Linked DNA regions of Mus musculus: regions 2 and 3 are each linked to region 1. A link is a contact called in public promoter capture Hi-C data. All regions are on one chromosome and are shown on one strand. Each heading gives the region's core, a stretch centred on a gene start, on an enhancer-like site or on the middle of the called end of the contact. The rest is flanking DNA. Distances are from core to core; before and after follow the strand shown. Region 1 holds the start of Cops4 (COP9 signalosome subunit 4). Region 2 holds the start of Prdm8 (PR domain containing 8). Region 3 holds the start of Cfap299 (cilia and flagella associated protein 299).

Region 1 (2,802 bases), core at 82-2,581:
CCAGGGACTGTGCTCAGTTATTGAAGTGTAATTAGTACATAGACACATGCTCATTTTGAAATCAGATAAGACTAAGCCTCACGATTACCCTTCCATTTTTTTAAAGCGGAAAAATAAAGAATGATGTAGTTAAGCCCAGGTTATACAACTAAATTTCCCACTAATAAGGTAGACTGTACTTTCTACACAGAAAAGCCCAGCACAGCGGCCACACAACACACACACCATTTCAATGTGCAGGTTTGAGCAAGAATATTTCATTAATTAGATCAACATGCCCTCAGCTGTGAGGTGTAAATGTTAGGGCCAATTGAAGGCATACTTTCATTAGAAGGCAAAACTGTGAAAAATCTACACAAAGAAGACTACAGCTGTTCAACAACTGCTTGAGGGGACTGAAACATGTCCCAATTTTTGACCTGTCGTGGCTCTAAGCACCCTAAGGTTTCGACAAAATTCCTTAGCAGACCCTGGAAATATCACTGTTCTAGACATCCTGAGCCCGAGGACATTCTGCCTGTGTTCTCTTCTCCAGAGTTGGTGACAGACTGCGAGTATCCAGAACATAAGGACCCACACACGCTATGAACTGAGAGAAGTTCTGGACCACATGACAGCATCCATACCTCCTCTGCCCCTATCAATCCTGGAAAGCCATCTCTTCGAAATAAAAGTCTGCATCAAAGTCCAGAATATAAATTTACCTCCAACACGGCGAAGGCAGGGGCGGCAGCGAACCGAAGTCAAACTCGGTGTGTCGGGCTCGCCGAAGAGACTCTAAGGAAGGCGCCCACCGCCGGGCGAGCCGTCATCTTTCTTACCTCGCTTCCAGAAGCCAAAAGAACCCGCAGAGGGCGTTATCAAGGACTTAAGAAGCTGGCAGCCACCTGGGGTCCTGGGACGGTCAGGACCCCAGCATACCGTCCCTACAGCTTTCTGTTGCTCCCAACATTTACCGCCACAGCCGAGTTCAGGCCCGCCCCCCTGAGTCAGGCCTAGCTCGAGCCTCACGCCCCGGAGCGCCCGTCGCCTCTGGGAAGATAAACTTGCGGCTTCCTTCCTACCTCTGTACTCCTAAGAAATACTCACTTGCCCGCCAGATCTTTATGAGAGCCGCTTGAATTCATGAGCTGGGCCAAATCCTGTCGCACGGCAGCCGCCATCTTTCCTCCAGCTCAGCCACGGCTGCGGGACCTCTCGCTGCCAAGAAGAAAACGAGCGTGGTCCTCCAGGAGGCGGGCAGAGGGGACGCGAGGTGCCATAGAGCAGCGTCTCTGTGGGCCAGAGCGCCGGATAGGGGAGCAGGAATTAGCTCCGCCCTCCGAGTTGAGTGACACCAGACTCCTCTCCTCCGGTTTGAGGACCGCCCAGGTCTCCCGAGAGACGCAGGCGCTCACGCTCCGACCTGGGATTGGCTGAAGAACTTGAGGGCGTGTACTTTGTGCAACTTCAGTAAAGGCCCGGCAAGTCAAAGGACGACGTTTTCCCTAAGTTCCGGGACTGATTATTATCGTTCTCCGCTCCGTTCTTTAAGGCATCACTTAAACGACCTATGTAAAGAGTTACTTCCAATTCACTATAGTCCAACACTGAAGAAAAAAGAAACAAAAACCAACCAACACACACACACGGAATGTCAATTCCAAAGATAAGAGGAAAAATACAACAGACCCAAATCATCATTTTACAACAAATTACAACAAGCAATCCATGAAAGCAAGCTTTTTTATTCGTGTACACAAGCTGCCTTCCCCTAAGGTGGAGTTCAGTAGGTCAGCCCTGGATTCAAGGAAGACAAGGTGTTTATAGCTCAGGGGTAAGGGGTTCCATATCGGAGATTTGGCGGGCAAACTAGGCGGCGAGCAAAACAAGGTAACACAACAGGTAGCCATAACAAGGTAGTCATAGGTGGTCATGGAACCTATGCAGCAGATAAGGCTCCAAGGTGGTTATAAACCACTTCTTGAAGCAAAGACATGACTTCTATTCCTGGAACAGGCAGTGCAGAACATTTTGTAGTTAAGGTTACAGGTGGAGAATAGCCCAATGTCTGACAAACAAAGGTTTAGTCATAAACAAGAAAGAACCTAGTTTGTCTGGAACAGAGGTTTAATGGTAAACAGAAAGGAACCTAATCTGTCTTTACTATATAAGATGGCTTTTAAGTCTGAAATGGAGACAGGCTGGTTCTTCAGATCATTTACCTGGGAAAGAGTATACCACGATCAAGAATATGCTCCTCCCACGATGAGTCACTGGCATCTAAGTGTGCCGATGTCTGCGTTTTTTCCACTTGGGAGGAAACTCAACTGCACAGTTTATGATCATAGTGGACTGCTTTTGGCACATTCCCCTTATAAACAAATAAATAGCTAGGTTTCATGGTGGTCACCGTAATACTAGCACTCCAGAAGTGGAGGCTAGGGAATCAGGAGTTCAAGTCTATACCCCTGATCCTATCGACTTGGAAGCCAGCTGGGATTACTAGAGACCCTGTCCCACAAAGCTCTAAGATGTAATACAGATTAATGTGCACACACACACACATACACATATACCTTTGGACTATATATGTGCATTCCTTGATACACCCTGTATCTTTTTAAAGTGTTGGTTATACATACCACTTTGTTCAGACAATGCTGATTTTCATCTATTGTTCTGAAGTGATTAGTAATACTGCCCTTCAATTGAGAACCTGTTTCACGAGTGACAAGGTATGTGATCATCCTGCATTTACATGTGGTTACATTTCTTATTCATGTTTTCTTACAAAACTTCTTTCCAAAAATACAATCTGAT
Region 2 (2,802 bases), core at 217-2,716, 2.3 Mb after region 1:
GCCCCAGTGGCGGGCTCTCTATTAAGCCGTCTTACAGGGATCGTTTCCTTCCTCAGCCACTGGACACCCCCTGTAATACTTAGCACTTAAAGAAAGCAATCATTTAAATTATTTAAACTAGGTCTTAGTTAGCCATGCCATTTTTCTTGGGGAAATCTAACAATTCCTCTAAGTTGGTTTTTCCCTAGCAGTTTCACCAGTGACAGTGATTGTCTCTGTATTTATATACCTTAAGTGGCCGTGGGGAAAACCGATCTTACTCTTTTCTTGTTCAGCTAGCTTCTCATTAAAGAAAAATATAGGCGATGTGTATTTTGTTTAAATCAACATCCACTAGCCAATTGCCATACAAATGTAAGAAAATGCAATGCCTGTAACTTTGGCTAGCCCCTTTCCTATTCGTTCTCCCATATGCCCCAAATGGCAAGTATATTTTCCAGACAGTGGGAATAAGAAAAATAGCCACAACATAGAAAGTTTATGATACTACTTTCTGTTTCTGCACTCGTCCTGTCCCCTTCTGATTTCCAATTGCAAGTCAAATACGTTGCAGAATACAGGTTCTCTCAGCTCCCTTTCAGTATAAACCCTCTTTCTCTTCCCAGTTGCCTACATTTCAACGGTTTGTACCTTGATTTCTGCCTCGCGTTTGAAAGTATTCTTCACAGAAGCTTTTTATTGTGACAGGAGATCGCCCTCCACTTTGGCAACAGCAGGGACTCAGTCATTAAAATGCAGTTCTATCTAACAATACAGCGAAAAGGTCCCACAGCCGGGCTAATAGCGGTCCATGCTGCCTCGGTGGCCGCCTTGACGCAAATCAGCCACAATAGCGATAGGCAGGACCCCGGGCTTTATAGTATCTAGCCTTTCACAGTCCTACGCCCATCCCTAGGCCCGGGTTCTCTTCCTTCGCAGATCCTCCTGGGAAACTCAGAGCCAGCTGGGCTCGCTGAAAGCCGGTCGCTACTGCCGGATGCTCTCCCTCCACTCCGGGCTGGCATTGTCTGGCAGCCGCGAGCTCCCCAGTCCCTAGCTTCTCCAGAAAAGTGCTCCTACCCGCTCCTCCCTTTGTATAATCTTATTGGCAGTGGAAACAACATTCCGCGTCGTTTCCCTCCTATCTTCTAGATAACGAGGAAAAGGGGGACAATTTTTTCACTCCTTGTACTCAACCTGTCCTCTTCCCATCCCCCTCCCAGGTCAAAGCAAATAGACTTACCAGAAATAAGGTCAGGACCGAGTCGCCCAAATAAGGCCACCTGGAACCAACGGGGTGCAAGCCAGTGTTCCTTCCTGCCTATTACATTAGTGTATCTCCATGTCAAGAGGTGTCGGTGTCAGTCTTGTGGGTTCTGTCCAAAGAGAGAAGAGAGATGCAGATAGATTAGGAGAGAGAGAGAGAGAGAGAGAGAGAGAGAGAGAGAGAGAGAGTTGTACAGATGGACCCGATGCAATGACTGACTGGCACGCAGACACACACTTTTTGTTTGCTGCACATAATCTGCCCAATGACGCGTGACAGCCCACGTCCCCTCCCTTTAACTCTTGCCGGTCTGGGAGATCCCTCCGGCGCCACAAGCCTGGTTTTTCTGGACTGCCCGCGCTAGGCAGATCCTAAGCTCCTTCCCGAAGTGGCATAGCCTCCCCGAGAGCATCCTGGCCTGCCTTCTCCTGCAGCTGGGTCCCTCTGGGACACCTGGGTTGGCAAAATCCGTTTCGGGCTCAGGAAGGAAGGTGTCAGAAGGAGCAGAGCGGTTCTTTTCCGTTTTGCTGGGCACTCAGAGGACGTAGGACAAGGAGTTGAATTGGCTATGTTGCCAGCGCGTGAACTACTTGCATATGTCCCTAGAGTTTGAGTGGTATGTCCCTGCTCCCCCAAAAGGAGGGTGAGAATTTGCCCCGCGGGATTCTTTGGCCATTGACTGCCGCTGATCTGTGAAGCTAGTGGCCTAGGAGGTGACAAACAGACTTCCTTAAAATGCATTCATGCCACCTAGCAGAGACTCCCGTGTAAATACTGGCGACAGGGGGTATGATTTGGTGGGAACTCGGCTAGCCATCTCCCATCCAATGGGATGGGGTAAGAAGATAAGTCTGGAATGCTGCCAGACACCTAAAGGGACTTCGGCTGTTTTTAGGTCCCAGAACAAGGGTCTGTGCGTGGATATGGGCTAGGAGGGCGTTGCTGGGAAAAGCCTAGGTCATTGGACTCAGGTGTTAAAGCTTTTCACCTTCTGTGCTCTCTCTGTATTTTGTGGTTCCCAAGGGGGTCCCATAATGGCGGCCAGGATTCTAAGACCTCATGATACAGAAAGGATGGTTCAAAGTTAAAAAAAAAATTACTGAGAAGGACTCTCAAGAGCCTTTCACATCCAGCCGTTGATGGAGGAGTGGACCGAATCACAGGAGTGAGGCTGTCTCGGGAGTCTCGTTTGTGCGCTAAGCCACTTAGAGGCGCTGGCTTGTCCTCTGGAGCGGCAGCTGATGCTAATGACTTGAGGTCTTTGACAGCCAGAGAGTTTTCTCCTTCTGCGGGGGCCACAAAACAATGACGCTAGGGGCTCTCTGGCTGTTTTTCTCTGGTAGGCTTTCTATTCCTAAGGAAAGAAAGGCCTTTGAGTGGCGCAGGCAATCCCTCAATTCCTACCCCCACTCTCCCGGAATTCAATTGAGCAATAGGTCAGGTTGAGTATAAATCCAATTGTATAGTTTACTCGCTAAAGGGCAGGAGTCAGGGCCAGAATTTAAGGAGGAGACAATCTCTGTCCTTGCCTCTCAGAGTGAGCATATGAGGGTTGG
Region 3 (2,802 bases), core at 123-2,622, 2.2 Mb after region 1:
ACTTATAGAATAAAAGTTGTTAATTAGTTCAGCAAAGCTAATGTTACTCGCTGCCGTGGCAATGCAGTTGTTTTAGTGTTCTGTCGTTATTTAGTGAACACGGGAAACAGAGGATGGAGACGCACTACTTCCGTCCCGCCAACCACGCTCCTCAACCTCCGGAGCATCACTACTTCCGCATCACTACTTCCGCATCACTACTTCCGCATCACTACTTCCGGTCTACCAACCAAGTGCCAACCGCGCTCCTCATCCTCTGGCCGGTCAGATAATTAAGATGGACTCACCCTTTCTCTTCCTACCTCCCCTTCTTTCTACATAAGCTTCTTGCAACATCTATTGTAATTATCAATTCAGTGGCTTCATTTCAGATGCAAGGATTTAAAGCAACTTCTGTGGGTTTAAAATATTGGCTAAAAGCAGGAGAGACGGCTTAAGGAAAAGGTGCTTGCTGCCAAACTTGAGTTCATTCCCTGGACACCACAGAATACAAGTTCAGAACCGATTCCAAGTTGCCCACTGACTTTTTATGCATGTGTGCGTACACACAAATGGAACTTTAAGTTACCCATCTAATAAACGTAAAAGCTTGGTTGTTTGGTGATATCGCTGCTGTTGCTGTTAAAAATCATGTTTTGTAACTATTTTAACAGATAATTTCAAAAGGGACAAATTTTCTTCATTTAAGATTATTTTCATACAGTGGCACCTATTTAAAAAGGAGGGGTGTCTATATGATAAACTGCCTTGTGCACAGGAGAAATGAGGGGAGTTGGCCAAATTCAAGTCCTTCCCAGAGTTCTGTAGGGTTGATTCTCCCCCCCCCCCCCCGCCCCCAATGGTGCTTGCTCTGTTTGTCCTTAATATGGAGATGGACTCCTTTGAAAACCTGAGCCCAGGCTGTGAGACTTGCAGTTGGGAGTTAGGAGCTCGGAGCTTGAAGATCCCTCCAACTAAGTCTTCTCGAGCATCCGGGACCTCCCGCTGCCCTGCCCTCAGGTGCACACAGCAACGCGTCCTCCTGGTTTTATGCCTTGTTACTACTTTACAGCGACCAAGTCGGCCTCTGTGCAGCGCACCAGCGTTTGGAGGGCTGGGGACTCCTGCAGCCTGCAGAGAAGTCTCTCGAAGCCAGAGGCCTGCGGTGAGCGCCGTCACCGCCAGGGGGCGACCAAGCCCCGCCGCGGCCAGCAAGACGGACCCGCGCTTACCTCCAGGTAGTACAGGTCGACCGTAGTGATCTGAGAGTCCAGGAAGTCTTCATAGGTGTTGAACTGTGTGACAATGTTGTCCACGGCCGTCAGCCCCTCGTCCTGATCCATCGCGGCTACACCGACGCGTCCCTAGTAACCGGTGTGGGCGGGCCGGACGCGCGCCGGTTGCGGGGGCGGGGCAGAGGGCGCTGCGCTGGCCCTGCCCCAGCCGGATCCCTGGGCGGCTTCTAACCCCTGGGAGCGGTCAGCCCTGCAGGGCAAACCCAACTTTTTTGGTGTAAAAGCCTTAGCAAAGTCCGAAGGTGCCTGCTCAGTGTTTGCAGTAAGAACCTCGACAGAAGAGTATCCCGGAAATCTAGGGGAAATAGTCTTGCTGGGTGCTTCAAAATAGCACGTGATCAGTTGTATAAATTACAACTTAAAGGCAAGTTATGGTTGGTTACTTGTGTGCCAGGAACAATGTATAAACTTCCCAAACGAAGCAGCCTTAGTGATCTCCTTTGCTCCTGCCTTCTGCCTTTCAGTTCCTTTACTTTTTGTTATTTAAATTTCAATAAGTTGAAAATTACTTGAAAAATCTTGCCTCCTTGAACGTCCTTTAAAAAATTGGGTTGGGGGGGAGGGATCCTAATCATGGAATGATATATCCCATTGAGAAGCTGATATTGACTTGTGTTTCTATTTACTCATTTCTTTAAAATACTATAGTATAAAATTGAATCTGAAACATTTCTCATTAGAGCAGACTTGTACAACTGTTTCCACACCAGAAGCACAGATGCTTGCTGTTATGCCAAGGGACTTTACAATCATCTCAGCATTTGTAGAAATCAAATCAGATTCTGCAATGAATCTTTTCCATTTTTTGGGGGGGAGGGGGGCAAAGTAAAGCCAGGTCTATTTAAGACCCCAAGTTGCACAATAAGTTATAGCTTTATTTTAAAAACAGGCTACCAACAATTTATATTGTATAATTATCTAGAAAGCTATAGAAACTAAACTCCAAGCATAGAGGGGAAAAAATTTCATGTGGCCTAAAACATTATCACAAGTAGAGAGGAGAGGTCTCTGTACTGTCTGGTCCAAAAGAAACTTGAGGACAAGTGCCTTTTGTGTCTTTTAGCATTCTGAAGGGCAAGCTGGCCTCTAGGCATCTCATGTACCTGGTTTCAAGTCCAAGCTGACATTCAGGCTCCTCCTAGCTCCTCTCATATCAGCTTCTCAGTCCTACAGAACCCTGACCTTTCAGCCATGTGCTCTCTTACCACCCACCCCCTCTCTGTCCCAGAGGCATTATTCTGGGTGTGTTGAACACAACAGAAAGCTTAAAAAAAAAAAAAAAAGTTTCTGCCGCTGGGGTCCACAGGATATGAAACTTGCTTCCGTGTGGTGATTGATTTGAATTTACCACATACCAGCCCTGTTCTAAGTACCATACAATCTCCATTATTTCGTTTAATCACAACAACAAACTCACTAGAAAACCAGCATTGGTGTTATCCTCCATATGGAGACAGGATGAGTTTAAATGACTTGGCCAAAGTGTCGGGTGCAAAAAAGCAAACCCAAAAAATAACAATAGTCCTTT

What was found. Promoter capture Hi-C pulls out the DNA fragments that hold promoters and counts their contacts.
Region 2: a contact with region 1 is called in a promoter capture Hi-C map of embryonic stem cells, with 4 times the contacts expected there. The contact joins the promoter of Prdm8 here to the promoter of Cops4 in region 1.
Region 3: a contact with region 1 is called in a promoter capture Hi-C map of hippocampal neurons, with 2.7 times the contacts expected there. The contact joins the promoter of Cfap299 here to the promoter of Cops4 in region 1. A contact is called at or near these places in 2 of 39 promoter capture datasets (hippocampal neurons and stem cell-derived epiblast-like cells).

What each region holds. Positions count from the first base shown.
Region 1 is chr5:100,516,838-100,519,639 of GRCm38.p6, reverse strand. It overlaps Cops4 (COP9 signalosome subunit 4), which reads right to left and starts at 1,331. Exons shown (of 10, transcript NM_012001.2): 1 at 1,090-1,331. The coding sequence starts at 1,163.
Region 2 is chr5:98,179,533-98,182,334 of GRCm38.p6, reverse strand. It overlaps Prdm8 (PR domain containing 8), which reads right to left and starts at 1,466. Exons shown (of 4, transcript NM_029947.2): 1 at 1,223-1,466.
Region 3 is chr5:98,327,874-98,330,675 of GRCm38.p6, reverse strand. Cfap299 (cilia and flagella associated protein 299) reads right to left here and starts at 1,372. Exons shown (of 6, transcript NM_001024614.1): 1 at 1,212-1,372. The coding sequence starts at 1,322.